Regions from separate parts of the Pan troglodytes genome. Here regions 1 and 3 are each linked to region 2. Evidence: chromatin contacts called from public HiChIP or PLAC-seq data. All regions are on one chromosome and are shown on one strand. The core of a region is the stretch at or near the end of the contact, and the rest is flanking DNA. Distances in the headings are between cores, read along the strand shown. Region 1 holds the start of RPSA (ribosomal protein SA). Region 2 holds the start of GORASP1 (golgi reassembly stacking protein 1). Region 3 holds the start of SLC25A38 (solute carrier family 25 member 38).

Region 1 (2,700 bases), core at 77-2,576, 310 kb after region 2:
GAGGCACCTGCACTTTTTTTTTTTTTTTTGACGGAGTCTTACTCTGTCGCCCAGGCTGGAGTGCAAGTGGCGCAATCTCCACTCACCACAACCTCTGCCTCCTGGGTTCAAGCAATTCTCCTGCCTCAGCCTCCCCAGTAGCTGGGATTACAGGCATGCCCGGCTAATTTTTGAATTTTTAGTAGATACCGGGTTTCGCCATGTTGGCCAGGCTGGTCTCTTGAACTCCTGGCCTCAAGGGATCCGCCCGCGTCAGCCTCCGAAAGTGCTGGGATTACAGCCACCGCGCCCCTTCAATTAACTCCTATTTTTTTGTTTGTTTTTTGGGGACAGAATTTCGCTCTATTGCCCAGGCTGGAGTGCAGCGGTGCAATCACATTCACTGCAGCCTTGACCTCTAGGCTCAAGCTATCCTCCCGCCTCAGCCTCCTGAGTAGCTGAGACTACAGGCACGCACCATCATGATTGGTTAATTTTTGTATTTTTTGTGGAGATGGGGGTCTCCCCATGTTTCCCAGGCTAGTCTTGAACTTCTGAGCTCAGGCAATCCACCCACCTCGGCCTCCCAAAGTGCTGGGATTACAGGCACAAGCCACCGCGCCCGGCAAACTTATCTCCTACTGATGGATATTGCAAAATTTTTCTTCTACCAAAAAAAAAAAAAAAAAGATAGATAGATATAATCCATACCATCTGTTCAATCTTGTCCTTTTTAACTTTTTCAGGGAAACTTCCCCCAGGTGATAGATGGATAGATACATGAGATAGATATAACGCATGAGATAGATATAACGCATACCAAAAAAAAAAAAAAAAAAAAAGATAGATATAATCCATACCATCTGTTCAATCTTGTCCTTTTTAACTTTTTCAGAGAAAACTTCCCCTAAGTGAACATTTAAATCTGAATTACGTCCTGTTAAACTGTTCTCCAGGAAAATAAAATAAAATAAATCTTCAAGTTTTTGTTTACCTAACAATTTGTCGTGTCGAACAAACCTTCCTACTTTTCAGGTAACAAAATGGCAGCTTAGGCTAGAAAGCCGCTCATATTCGCAGGTACAAGGGCTGGGTAAGAACGCCCCGCCTGGCTGACTAACTTGAGTTCCGCGCTCTGGACAGGAATTATGCACAGGGCGTCGCTGTGGCACTAGAAACCCCAAAGTCACAAGCGCCCCAGATCCGACCAGGATGCCGCTACCGGATACAGCCCAGTGGCCCGCTCCTGCGGCGCAAGCCCGCCTTCCTGAAGAAAAAGCCCAGTCCCGGCAGCGTTCTTCTCCGGCTCCGCCCTTCTTCCGCTCGACTTTCTTTGCCATTGGCTGACAACGGAGTACATAAGGACGTCATTTCCTGCCGCCTGTCTTTTCCGCGCTACCTGCAGAGGGGTCCATACGGCGTTGTTCTGGGTGAGTTCCGTGTAGCGTCCCTGGCGCCTTCCAGGGCTAGAAAAATGAGCTTTTCCTGCTCAAATGAAGGGTGAGAAGACTAGTGATGAAAGCCGGTCAGACTGGATCTGTCTCCCGCCCGGCGCGCCCCACCTTAGGCCTGCGGCCCGCACGTGGCCAGGCTCGGGCCGGCGGGTTCCCAGAGTGCCCCGGGAGCGGGTGGAGGCCGCCCTCCAGCGGAGGCTCCGAGCTGGGGTTCGGACCAGGCCGCGGGTGGGCGGGAGTGCAGAAAGCGGGCTAACATCCTGTGTTGCTATCCCTTCGGAGCCCCACACGGCGGTGAGTCGAGGCCCAGGCGCTGATTTACACCAGCTACTTGGGCTGGTCGGGTTTTCCCGTTCGGGCTGGTCGGGTTTTCCCGTTCGCGCCGTGCGGGTCAGGAGTTAAGGTTCTCGGGTTTTTAGACAGACAAGTGGTGACAGCACAGCGAAGTAATTCCAAAGCATCCGCCTACAATCTGCTTGAAAATGTCTGAAAACAATTCATGCCTTTTTTGCCTTTAGTTTGCATATTCCAAACATGGCTGCTCTTTTATATCTAGTTGTTAACTTGGCGCATCCACAACTTTTCCTTAATTCCTATCTTGAGAAGTGTTGAATTTCCATTCGCTAATTTCGTGTAGTTTTATTACTCGGTTACTCTGCCGTCCACACTATTTCCTCAGTAAGATGTGCGCTGTTCCGTAATACACGACATGTATGGGTTAACTTTCTGTTTACCCTTCACTACACTGTAAGCTCAATGCCTGACACTATAGCAGATGGAGTTTTTGGTTGCTTTTAAGGGTGTGCCCTACTTAACTCAATGGAATGAAAAGAAATAGATTGCTCTCTTATTTCAGATTCCCGTCGTAACTTAAAGGGAAACTTTCACAATGTCCGGAGCCCTTGATGTCCTGCAAATGAAGGAGGAGGATGTCCTTAAGTTCCTTGCAGCAGGAACCCACTTAGGTGGCACCAATCTTGACTTCCAGATGGAACAGTACATCTATAAAAGGAAAAGTGATGGTTAGTCATTGCTTTAATTTTTTGTTACTCCAGCTGTAAGTACAAATTTTGAGCTTGCTATTCTCGTGGTTAGTTCTGGGTAATTTCTTTCTATCTTCCTTAAATGAAGCCAGACCCCTACGTTGAAAACATACTTTAAATAAATGTTCTTGTTATTGGGAGAAAAGATTTCTGCTCCAGGGGAGGAATATGTCAGTTGTCTGAGTTACGGGACTTGGGTTGGGTCATGAACATGAGAAAGTTCA
Region 2 (2,700 bases), core at 6-2,505:
AGACTCTCCTGGCTGGATGCATTCAACTGTCCACGCTTGCTGTTTGGTGTCTCACCATAAGAAAGCCCATTCCCAAGCACAAATCCTGTCAACTCTGGGTTCTCCAAGCCAGCCTGGTTTTCACGTTAAGAAACTTTTAGCCCTCTCATGTGGTTAGCTGGCAACAGACCCTACCTTCAAAACACACAAACCGACAAGCTTGCCTGTCTCCACTCATCTCTGCATCCAGCTGCCTTTCACTAGGGAAAGGGGGGTGCAGGGACGCCTCTTCCCCGCAGCGCTCCGGGGTCAGAGACCCCCAGCCCCTCTCACCTACATTATAGCCCTTCCCTCACCGCAGGCACAAATCTCCATCCGGCTGCGGGACCCTCTCCTCACCCTCACAGCACACTCCGTTCTAGGAACCCCACTCCGTCTCCACTCTCCGGAAGCCTGCTCGCCCAGACCTCCATGTAGCGGCATCTAAAGGCTGGGACCCTCCCCAGCTGCAAACGCTCTCCTCGAGGATTCTGCAGCACTCTCCCGGCCCTCCCGCTCCCCACTATCCCGTGGCTGGTTTGCACCGGTCCTCTACCCTCGGAAGCCCTTTCGACCCTACGACTGGCAGGACGCGCGCCGACGGGCTCCCCCGCAGCTGCGTCCACTCGGTTAACCCCGGCCCCCGGGACTGTCCTCGGCGTGGCTGACTCTCTTCCCAGGCCCAGCACGGAGAGCGGCCCGCGGCAGGCGAGCGTAAATGTGTGCTAAGTGCACGAGCGCGTCCCGACTGGTAGTGGTGCATTCTTCACCCGGGAGGAGCGCCATTCCCGGCGGCCGGACCAGGAAAACGCTCCGCTTCCGGCACTGCTGGCACTTGGGGCGGGCGCTGGGCCCGACCGCGGCCGTGGACTAGCCAGGGTCCGGGAGTCCCGCGAGGCCGCCTCTCCCAGGAGGCTCCCACCGGGCAGGGGGCACCTCCCGCCACCCAGGCGGAAACACTCGGGCCGGGACCCCGCCGCAGTCGCCAGCCAGCCGGCGACCGGACGCCCGGACGCGGGGTTGCGGGCGCCTCGCCAAGGTCACCGGCGCCGCGGCGGCAACTCACCCCGTGGAGGTGGAAGCCCTCGGCGCCGCCTGCGGGCTGCTCAGCGCTGACGCCCAGGCCCATGGCAGCGGCTCCGCTCGGCACCCAGGTCCAGTCCCGCTGCGCCTACCCGGACCGACCCGGCGCCAGTAGCGCCGACTCGCTCTCTCGGCGCTCGATTCCTGCGCCTTGTGACGTGAGGCGTTTTGTTCCTCCCACTCCAGACACTGACGCTCCTAGCAACCGGCTAGCAGCTCGGTTTCCAAGGACTGTAACGCCTTCAACCGCCCGCCGCGATAGAGTGCCCACGACCCTGCCTCGGGAATCCCGCTCTGCACCGCCCCACCAGACCCGGACTCGGAGCCGCGAGCGGCCCGAGATGAGCAGCAATGATTCCTCCCTTATGGTGCGTGGCCCGGGCGCTGTCCGAGGGCTCCCTCGTGACTCCCCGCCCCTGACCCAGAGACCGTCTGCCCTGCTACTCTCCTGCCACCCTTCGCTGTCCTCAGTTATATGAGGCGGTCCTGCCTTTTCTTGCCCCACTCCCCCTGGCAAGGGCGTCTTCTCCGGTGGCTTCTGCGCACCCTGAGCCCCAAATTAGCATCCCCGTTTCTTGAGCTACCCCAAACCAGCTCATCCAATCACTATCATTATCCCTTCTTGTCATCATCCCTTCTTCTTCCACCCAGCTCACTCTCGCCTGCGCCTCCCACCCCAGTTGATGGCTTCACCATTTAATCTCCTAGCCTTAACTCATACCTCTTCCCTATACTCATCTTCTAATCCTGTCTACAAGAAATGCCAGCTCCTTGATGTCTCCTGGGTTTTCTTTTTATCTTTTTATCTTCTAGCCCAGAACCAGCACCATCTCTCCCCTCTGAGAGCCTGCAACAGCCTCCCTCCCATCTGGTTTCTCTGCTCTGGCTCTTTTCAGCATCAGTAGTCCCTGCTGCCACCACGGCACACACCCCCCACATGCAAAAGCAGCCAGAGTGGTTGTTGCAAAAATGTACATCTGAAAACATCCCTCGCCTTAAAACCATTCTGCTTTCTGTTACCCTTAGGATGGTGTCTGGGCTCTTTCATATGGCCCATGAGGATGTTTACAGTCCAACCACATCTGCTCCCAACCTAGCACCCACAAACCTTAGGGGAAGTGAAACTTAACTTTAAAATCTCAGCCCCTTTGTCAAGCTGTAGTTTCCATGGGCTTAAGCTTCCTTAGCTGTGAAAGATACTGAGAGGACCATGCACAGGATAGTGGATATGAAGCCCACAATAACTTGTAACTACAATTCGTATAATTTTTCTTATTATTTGTCCTCATTTTTCCCCCCTTATTCCCTTCCTAAGACAAAGCCTTGGTTGAATTCCCCATCATAGTTGAACCAGAATCTGTTGGTAATCCCCCAAACAAACACCTCCAAACTCTTTCCTGGGAAAACTGCATGGAGCTGCTCCCAGGGCTGTTAGAGGACAGGATGAGGCCTGAATGTTTCCTCTTTCTCTTCCCTTTGCAGAACTGAGGAGGAGCAGGGGATAGGGAAGGGAGCAGGTCTCATCCCATCTGGGACAGAACAGAGACAGAGAAGGGACTGGGCTATTGCAGTTATGTCTTCCTTCATACAGGCTGGGAT
Region 3 (2,700 bases), core at 75-2,574, 280 kb after region 2:
AAGCCTTGCAGCTTAGAACAAAGGGTAGCAAAGTATTCAATCACCAGGCAGGTTTGTAATTTTGTTTCGTTTTGTTTTTTGAGATGGAGTCTCGCTCTGTCGCCCAGGCTGCAGTGCAGTGGCACGATCTCGGCCCACTGCAAGCTCCACTTCCTGGGTTCACGCCATTCTCCTGCTTCAGCCTCCCGAGTAGCTGGGACTACAGGCGCCTGCCACCACACCCGGCTATATTTTTAGCAGAGACAGGATTTCACCATGTTAGCCAGGATGGTCTCGATCTCCTGACCTCGTGATCGGCTCGCCTCGGCCTCCCAAAGTGCTGGGATTACAGGTGTGAGCCACCGCACCCGGCCTGTAATTTTTTTTTTTTTTTTAATGTTTATACTTTCCTTAATCCTTTCTGGGAATAACCACCTCTGGGACCACTTTCTTTCCTGTTCTATGTACCTCAGAAGCACAGGAATGAAGCCTGAAAAAATATTATCTTGCTCCCTAAGTCAGTTTCCTTTCTGATCTAGTTCTTGGGTGATGAATGAAGGTGGAAAGTAGCGAAGGTTGCTATGAAAAGCTTGGACTTTATTACCAGGGCCACTGCATTTTCAACAGGAGTGTCAGGATCCCAGCAGTAATGCTTTTCCATGGATCAGCCAGACAGGCATAAGGGGAAATTGGGAGACCAAAAAAGCCATTGACAGATTCCAGGTGAGCAATAAACCAGAATTTTGACCAACTAGACCAGCGCTGTCCTACAGAAATGTAATGGGAGCCACATGTTAAAGTTTAAATGTTTTACTAGCCACATTTAAAAAGAAACACATGAAGTTATTATTATTTGTTTTAGAGACGGGGTCTTGCTTTGTCGTCCACGCTGGTCTCCAACTCCTTGGCTCCCTCAAGCAATCCTCCAGACTAGGCCTCACAAAGTGCTGAGATTACAGGCCTGGGCCACTGCCCCCGGCCTGAAGTTAATTTTAATATTTCACCTAACCCAATATATCCAAAATATCATTTCAACATATAAAAATTATTGAGATTTTACCTCACCAGTCTTAGACATCCAGCGTGTGGTTTATGCATACAGTACATATCAATTCCACACTAAATTTTCAGCATTTAAAGGGAAATATGGTCCTGAAAAAAAAAACAAAACAAAAAAACGCCTGTTTAAGGAGAAAGCATTCCACACTGCTTGTTTTAATATAATTAAAATTAATGTATCAATTAATAAATCAATAGCCCACGTTGGCTAGTGGCTGCCTTACTGAGCAGACCAGGTCTGGATTGTAAATACGTTCAGACGTTCCACGCAAAAGCAAAGTTCCCTGCAGACGCTCCATTAAGTTCTGGGTGCAAGGAAGCGCGGATCCTTCAGTTCTGGGCGTTTTCACCAGGTGGCACTCAGAACACCCTCACGTGACGAGCGTCCCACCCGGAAGCGAAATCTCCCCTTCTACAGAGTTCCTCCGGCCCTTCCTCCACCCCGGGATACACAGAACCTCATCTCCTCCGGTGCTGAATCCTGCAGCAGGGCAGGATGGGCAGGAGAGCAGAGCCGCGGAATCTGCGGCGCGGGTGAAGAGCGGCGCGTAATTCCCGCGGCGAGATTGTTCCGCGCCCGCAGCCCCTGGACTAGCAGGATACGAACCCCGGCGGCTGCGTGCTTATAGGCGCAGACGTCAGAGAGCCCGCGGCTTAAAGCGCGTCGCCTGGCTAGCGCCACCCCCTAGCCTTCTTCAAGGCCTCCAGGGCTGGGCCCAAGCGCCCGTCGACGGCACCCTGGGCCCAGAGGACTCGCGGGTCTCATCTCCAATGATTCAGAACTCACGTCCGTCGCTGCTGCAACCCCAAGATGTCGGAGACACGGTGGAAACGCTTATGGTGAGGGCACTGCGGGGAAGGAAGGGCAGGGGTCCGAACCGCCGGCTCGGGCCGGAGAATTCGGGGCGTTGCTAAGGCTCGGCTACCCTTTTCCGCGCCCCAGGGTGCGCTCAGGGTTTAGGATGCGGCGGGAGAGGAGTCTGACTAAGGGAATTGAGAAGGGGGCAGGGAGTGAGGAGAGGCCAGGAGCTGCAGGCCAGCCCTGGGGGCAGGCGCTGTAGGGCCGATGTCCCGGTAAAGGGCGGAATTGCCGGGGCCTGGACTGGACGCGTGCCGGGGAGTGTGCCCGCGCGGCCCCCACAAGGTGCGAGTAGGCTGCCAGGTGGAAGGGCACCCGGGCAGATTTGCGACGGTCACAATGCCTGATAATAGCGCTGACGCTGAGAAGCCGTTGATACCGCAGCGAGCTGGCCGGGTAGCGCTGTGCACCCGCGGGCGGCGGCCTACCTGGAGGGGCCAGTCGTGGCGGCACCGTTCCAGCCTGTTGGGACGGCGCTTGGTCCCCCGGCGACGCCACGCCTCCTCCGGCGTTCGATTGGTCATCGTGCCCGGGCCGCCGGGCCGCTATTGGTGGAGGCGGAGGCGGGGCTGGCGGCGTGGTTGCCTGGTAGGTGGAGTCGGGGTGCAACCAGTCTTTAGACGCTAAAGGCCTGAGGCCACGGCAGCAGCCGCAGCTCTCCCTCTGAGGTCTTGAGCCCGAGGTAGGGGCGGCTTTTTTTTTTTTTTTAATCCTTAAAGGCGGAGACGGCGGCGGTGGCGACTTTACGTTGACGTCTTTGAAAACCTGCTTACCTTTTTCAGGGCTCTCCAGCCATCGCCTCC

What was found. HiChIP or PLAC-seq counts read pairs in DNA pulled down with a chosen protein or histone mark.
Region 1: a contact with region 2 is called in an H3K4me3 HiChIP or PLAC-seq map of stem cell-derived excitatory neurons, with 2.8 times the contacts expected there. The contact joins the promoter of RPSA here to the promoter of GORASP1 in region 2. A contact is called at or near these places in 1 of 7 Hi-C or Micro-C datasets (stem cell-derived neural progenitor cells) and 1 of 1 datasets of contacts at active chromatin or transcription factors (stem cell-derived excitatory neurons).
Region 3: a contact with region 2 is called in an H3K4me3 HiChIP or PLAC-seq map of stem cell-derived excitatory neurons, with 5 times the contacts expected there. The contact joins the promoter of SLC25A38 here to the promoter of GORASP1 in region 2.

Annotation. Positions count from the first base shown.
Region 1 is chr2:43,422,941-43,425,640 of NHGRI_mPanTro3-v2.0_pri, forward strand. It overlaps RPSA (ribosomal protein SA), which reads left to right and starts at 1,327. Exons shown (of 7, transcript XM_024355416.3): 1 at 1,327-1,409; 2 at 2,290-2,455. The coding sequence starts at 2,323.
Region 2 is chr2:43,114,820-43,117,519 of NHGRI_mPanTro3-v2.0_pri, forward strand. GORASP1 (golgi reassembly stacking protein 1) reads right to left here and starts at 1,256. Exons shown (of 6, transcript XM_063805598.1): 1 at 1,085-1,256. The coding sequence starts at 1,147. It overlaps TTC21A (tetratricopeptide repeat domain 21A), which reads left to right and starts at 1,146. Exons shown (of 26, transcript XM_054681710.1): 1 at 1,146-1,469; 2 at 2,693-2,700. The coding sequence starts at 1,146.
Region 3 is chr2:43,399,357-43,402,056 of NHGRI_mPanTro3-v2.0_pri, forward strand. SLC25A38 (solute carrier family 25 member 38) reads left to right here and starts at 1,325. Exons shown (of 7, transcript XM_516380.9): 1 at 1,325-1,878. The coding sequence starts at 1,810. It also overlaps a transcript of CX3CR1 not described here.